Linked DNA regions of Hordeum vulgare: region 1 is linked to region 2. Evidence: chromatin contacts called from public Hi-C data. All regions are on one chromosome and are shown on one strand. Each heading gives the region's core, a stretch centred on a gene start, on an enhancer-like site or on the middle of the called end of the contact. The rest is flanking DNA. Distances are from core to core; before and after follow the strand shown. Region 1 holds the start of LOC123395984 (transcription factor VIP1-like). Region 2 holds the start of LOC123398932 (actin-3-like).

Region 1 (3,503 bases), core at 205-2,704, 300 kb after region 2:
CGTGGATTATGGAACTTGCGGCAGCTGAAACGATTTTTCGTCGACTCATTTAGGCTTTTTAAAATATTAGGGTATTTATAGAGCTCATAGGCGGTGGAGGAGGTGCCCGAGGACCCAACCCACAAACCAAGGCATAAGAGGAAGAGTTTTTTCACTGTTCTAACCTTAATCTGAACAATAGCACAAAATGAACTCCGTACGAAACCATTTCACGATTTGACCCTTTTAGAAACGCCACACCCGTGGCGTTGCTTCTCCATATAGAAACGTCACTCTACCATGGTGTTTCTGCTCCACATTCACACGCCTAACTAGCTCGCGTTGCAGCTCACATAGAAACGCCAGTGGGTCTGGCGTTGCTACCCAGGTGACAAACGTCATGTACCATGGCGTTGCTGGACTTGCATGGGTCAACGCATGCCTGCTGCACCTGCATGTGTTATGGTAGCTGTGAGCTGTGATGTGAGCAGCAATACAAGAAATTCATGGCAGGCAGAGGCATACATGACAAGGATGTGATGTGAGCAGGCAGATGCAGTATAAGAAATTCGTGGCAGGCAGCTGTGATGTGAGAAGCAGTACAAGAAATTCGGGGCACGCATACCTGCTGCACCTGCATGCATTATGGCAGGCAGAGGCAGGACCCCTACGACCCAATGCCCCACTCCTCGGCCACGCACACCATCACACCGACCGCTGCGACGCAGCATTGCTTTAACCCCTCAACTTGAGCCTTTTCTTGCCCATCCTGCCATCATGTCTAACTCTCTCTCCTACAGCTGCGCTCTGCGGAGCTAAAGCTAATTGTACTCGCAGAGTACCATAGGACCTCACTCGCATCGAGACCTGCCTGTTTTTCTCTATTTCCTTCTTTCTTGCCGTGCGTTGACCCAGACCACATGCAGGTGCAACAGGTAGCAGGTATCGCTGCCCAGCAACACCATGGTACATGGCGTTTGTCGCATGGTAGCAACGCCACACCCACTCGCATTTGTATGTGAGCTCCAACGCAAGCTAGTTAGGCGTGTGAATGTGGAACAGAAACGTCACGGTAGACAGGAGTTGCTATGTGCAGCAGCAACGCCACGGGTTGTGACATTTCTAAAAGGGTCAGATCGTGAAATAGTTTTTATACAAAATTCATTTTATGTTATAGTTTTAAATTAAGGTGAGGACATTGAAAAAGTCCTAAGAGGAACGTCCTAGCGATTTGTACTTCCCGGTGGCCGCACCGTACGCCAGGTCCACCCGGACACCCTTTTCCACCTCGCGTCCACACTTGAGGCTCCCGATGAAGATTCTCTACAGCTCCTGGACTCTCCTCACCACTTTGGACCGTCCATTGCGCCTCGCGATTTGTTCAGGCTGTGCACCGGGGGCACGCAGGGGAGCGCGGCACCACCCACGCGGCCTGCCCCCATTTTCTCCTCACACGTATCTCACCAACTCGATCCCCCGAGCTCAAACACACACACACACACACACACACACACACAGCGCAACGCCTCCCAGCTCGACTCCACGCGCCGCCGCCGCCGCCGCCGCCGCCGGCGTAGACCTCCCGTTGGCCGCCATGGACCCGCGCTTCCAGCTTCCCACCCCGGTGCCGTCCTCCGGCGGCGCTGCCGTGCGAGGGCACCACCGGCGGGCCCATTCGGAGACGTTTCTGCGCTTCCCCGACACCGACCTCTTCCTCGACCCCGATGGAGACTTCTCCTTCTCCGACCTCGACTTCCCATCCCTCTCCGATGATTCCCCGGCGCTCTCCGACCCAACCCCGCCTCCTCCGCCGCCGATGGCGGCCAGCTCGTCCCAGGCACCGGTTCCCCGTCCACCAGGCGGGACCCACAACAGGAGCCTATCCCTTGACGCCGCCTTCTTCGAGGGCCTCGCCTTGCAGGGGGGAGGAGGCGGACATAAGAGGAGTGGCTCCATGGATGGGGTGAACTCGCCGTTCGAAGGCGAGTCGGCGCTGTCGGGCGGGCCACTGGATTACGCCAAGAAGGCCATGCCGGCCGAGAGGATCGCCGAGCTAGCCCTCCTTGACCCCAAACGCGCAAAGAGGTGAGGAAATAAATCTTCAGTTCTTCTTTCTCGATCCGGAAGGTGGTGTCATCTCATCTACTGATGTAATTTGTCATGTGAACCATATTTTTTTGGACCTGCTGACCCTATGGGAGATCATGCGAGCAAATGCCGCAATCTGGAAGTGTTCCCTAAAAACCCACTCTGAGCAAACGCTCGAGACAATTGCCATGGTAAAACAGATATATTTGCCACGCTACTGTGTAAAGATTTGCCATGTTGTAAAGATTTTTCTTACAATTCTAGCAGAAAGATTGTCAGGAATTTGCCATGCTGCAGCAGAGTAATTGCCATGCGTTTTTTATGGATTTGCCATGATGCAACATGGGCAATTGCCAGCCTAAAATAAAATAAAAATTTCAACTTAGTTCAAGATTTGCCATGCTGGCAGAAGAAAATTGCCATGCTACACCAAAGGGAAATGGTGAAACTTCCCATGCTCTAGAAATCAGAATTTTCCATCCCGGATGTGTTCGTTCAAATTGCCATCCTGACCAAACTACCGTCAGGTCGTAGTTCGCTCAGAGGGGCCGTGGGAGCGAAAAGTGATTGCCACGTGTCTTGCTTTGAAATTCGTACACAGGAATTGAACGTGTCATAGCGTGTTCGCTCAAAACCCCTTTGAGCTGAGATCGTTAACATTCTAGGTGTCTGCACATGTTTGTACTCCCCCTGTTCCATGTTTTAGCTCCAATTTGAACTAAAACCACGGCAAGAACTATGGAACGGAGGGAAGTGATAATTTCTGCTACTGGAAGTGTGCTATCAATTTTGAGATCTCGGATATCTGGATGATATTTGCAATGTTTAGGGTTCGTCTCCTAGTTGTATTTGGGTTGTACTAATTTAGGATAATTGTATGTCTATGTGTAGAATTTTGGCAAACCGGCAGTCGGCGGCGAGGTCGAAGGAGAGGAAGATCAAGTATACTGGTGAGCTAGAGAGGAAGGTCCAGACACTTCAGACCGAGGCCACTACGCTATCAGCACAGCTTACACTTCTCCAGGTATGGGGTTATTTTTTTAAGGGGTGTGAGATGAGCTTTTTTATGTAGTCCACTATGTTCATTGGTCAATTGTCATGTTTGACATGTAGCATGACCCTAATAGAGTAACCAAAGTTGGACTCATAATTTATCCTGTTCTGTGTTGAAGTAGATCGCTGATTGTATGTCTGCTGTATATACTTTATAGCATGTTATGGCATTCAATCCTTGCCATTGAATTTGAAGATGCTTAGGCCCTGTTTGGAACCACTCAGATTATGATAATCCAGTTTTTATAATCTATATTGTCTCCAAACAGGACAGCTTATGTTGTAGATTATAAAAACTAGATGGACAGATAATTTAAAACCCACAATCTACTCTATCCCAGATAAAACCAGATTATGGATTGTTAATGACTCATTATCCTTGT
Region 2 (3,050 bases), core at 550-3,049:
TGATAGAGTTGTAGGTGGTCTCATGGATTCCAGCAGCTTCCATACCAATGAAAGATGGCTGGAAAAGGACCTCAGGGCAACGGAACCTCTCTGCCCCAATGGTGATCACCTGCCCATCAGGCAGCTCATAGCTCTTCTCCACAGAGGAGCTGCTCTTGGCATTTTCCAGCTCTTGTTCATAGTCAAGAGCCACATATGCGAGCTTCTCCTTAATATCCCTTACAATTTCCCGTTCGGCAGTCGTGGTGAAGGAGTAACCTCTCTCCGTAAGAATCTTCATCAAACAGTCAGTTAGGTCACGCCCAGCGAGGTCAAGACGAAGGATGGCATGTGGAAGGGCATATCCTTCATAGATTGGCACAGTATGGCTGACACCATCACCAGAATCCAACACGATACCTGGAGAAACAACATTTATTCTCAGCTCAGATTGAGGACGAAGCTTACATTTTAGAACGTGCGTGTTTGCAACGACAATTACCTGTTGTGCGTCCACTAGCATATAGGGAAAGCACTGCCTGGATGGCCACATACATGGCTGGAACATTAAAGGTCTCAAACATGATTTGTGTCATCTTCTCCCTGTTAGCCTTGGGGTTCAGGGGTGCCTCAGTCAGCAGTACTGGGTGCTCCTCAGGTGCAACACGGAGCTCATTGTAGAAAGTGTGATGCCAGATCTTCTCCATATCGTCCCAGTTGCTGACGATACCATGCTCGATCGGGTACTTCAAGGTGAGGATACCCCTCTTGGATTGGGCCTCGTCACCAACATATGCATCTTTCTGCCCCATCCCCACCATCACACCAGTGTGGCGGGGGCGCCCAACGATACTTGGGAAGACAGCCCTTGGCGCATCATCCCCTGCAAAACCAGCCTGTGGAGAATACAGACCACAGTCAGCACCATGAAGGCTGGACTGAGGCGAATTGACCAAAAGGAGCAATACAAACCTTGACCATGCCAGTTCCATTGTCGCAGACAAGGGGCTGGATGTCCTCACCGTCAGCCATTTGATTAAGTGACTCTGTTGCATAAATTTTGACAGGAAAGCTATTATTGCCAGATACCAACCAACAAAATCACACGAACAGAAGAAAATTCACCATGAGAAATCACAATGTTACTACGTTGCAGCAACAATGTTAGCACCTACGACATCATCTGAGTTGTAAATGTTGTAACTCTGCTTTTTCTTTTCTCCCATTTTATAGTAGTGAGCAAATCAAAGGCTATACACAACATATATGACTTGGAAAATACGTAAGCAAATCAACCGATGGTCCAATCATACACTCTGATCCAAAACCACACAAGAACACCCACATGCAGTTTCTTGGCTGTTATAACTCTACTAGGACTCAATCTAAGCGCACATCACAAACCATCAGTTCCAGGTTCTGACTGTTGCACTCCGGGGCAGGAAAAAAAAAAGGCAAAGCAAGAACAGCACATGCAAGAACCGTACAAACTAGTCGTTTCTCGGGTAATTGATCAGATCTAGCACGCCCCAGCACCGACCGCGCACAAATCGCATGCTTCCGGGCCAAAATTAGCAGGGATAATCTGGAAAAGAAGAAAGGAACTGCTGCGAGGATGGCCGAACGTGCTTACCCGGGGATCTAGGGGAACCTGCCCGCCTGAGGACCTCCCGCCGAGATGAGCGGACACTGCAAAGAGCGGACGAAGAGGATGAGAGGGTGGGTGGCGGCGGTGGCGGCGAACTAGGCAGAGGCAGGAGAACCAAGTGTTAGGCTTGGCCTCGTGCCCTCTTTTATACGCACACATATAGAGTATTTCCTAACCCTCTCTTGATTTTCCTGAGCCAAATATAAAATAAAGTATTTAATTTTATCTGCCAGTTTTCATGAGAAAATAGTAAGAGAAAAATAGGTTTCGGATAAGCGGCAAATTTCCTACCGCATCCTCCAGCACATAGCGAAGCCGTCCGTAAACACAAATGCTGGAGGTCATCATCCAATTATAACTGCATACATTTTAATAACAGTTTGATTTACTAGACAAAATTTGTTCAAACATGACGAAAATTCCGGATTTTAATTACATTTGAAACTGAAAAAAACTACCCCACCCTAAACCTATTCTACGACGGCGGCGTCCGGTGTTCAAAGTTGTGTCGTCCTCCACCCGTCGTCTTCATGAGCACGAGCGATAAGACACGTGAAGTGGAGGTGCAGTCTCCGACGAGGAAGAGTAGAACACTTGAGACGTACCGGCCCTCGTGGAACACAAGGTCCTGTCACCTCCCATGCCATATGCATACTCGGAAGACTACTCGCCCTCTCCGTCGCGTGTGAACATTAGGTCCATGAGGGAAATGATGGTGCTCACATTGTGGTCGTCCCATCGGGTTGCCTAATGGTTTGTTGCTGGTGCGTAGGACGTGCAGCTCGCGTTGTTACGGAATCTACGCCTCAGTTATCACGTGCAACTACACCTATGCGACGGTCGTTTTCGGTCAAGCGACGGCTTAAGCGTGGACGGCATCGTAGATGGCACGCTACTCCGCGACGAAGTTCGGGTTCGCTGCGACCATGGTTGCGAAGGCCTCCTCGCTCACGGGCACGCCGTTGATCTGGCCCAACGCCAGTTGGTGTTGCTGCAGCGCTCGCTCTAAAGCCGACGTAGGCGCCGACGCGGGCTGCCCCTCTGCCATGATGGTGTTGTGCGCGACACCTTAGTGAGTTTCTCGGCACGTGAGCCTTCTTAATGGCGGTATACGAACGGATGGGGCATTGAACGGGTGTGGTATATATTCATCTCATCCCGTCTAGTCACACGTCTCCAGCATTGAACAAGCGTGGACAAGCCGCTCCCCGGTGTGCCTCTTCAATGGCGAAGGCAGTGAGAGATCGCATCCACCCTGAATCGTCTCTAATGTGGAGTGGCGCACTCTACATCGACATGAATGTGGAGAACTGGTGCCGGGAGGGAACACGCACAAGCGAGGGTGAAGGGGTTTAGGCGGGTCAGGTTGGTAAGAAGCGAGCGTGGTCGCGTGTCCAAACTCGTGCAAAGCCCCCACATTTGC

What was found. Hi-C and Micro-C count contacts between places; a contact is called where the count stands out from the background.
Region 1: a Hi-C map of seedling shows a contact between it and region 2, with 5 times the contacts expected there. The contact joins the promoter of LOC123395984 here to the promoter of LOC123398932 in region 2. A contact is called at or near these places in 2 of 6 Hi-C or Micro-C datasets (leaf and seedling) and 1 of 1 datasets of contacts at active chromatin or transcription factors (embryo).

What each region holds. Positions count from the first base shown.
Region 1 is chr5H:263,567,759-263,571,261 of MorexV3_pseudomolecules_assembly, forward strand. LOC123395984 (transcription factor VIP1-like) reads left to right here and starts at 1,455. Exons shown (of 4, transcript XM_045091008.1): 1 at 1,455-2,064; 2 at 2,959-3,091. The coding sequence starts at 1,574.
Region 2 is chr5H:263,269,085-263,272,134 of MorexV3_pseudomolecules_assembly, forward strand. LOC123398932 (actin-3-like) reads right to left here and starts at 1,800. Exons shown (of 5, transcript XM_045093373.1): 1 at 1,613-1,800; 2 at 952-1,025; 3 at 482-875; 4 at 1-399. The coding sequence starts at 1,011.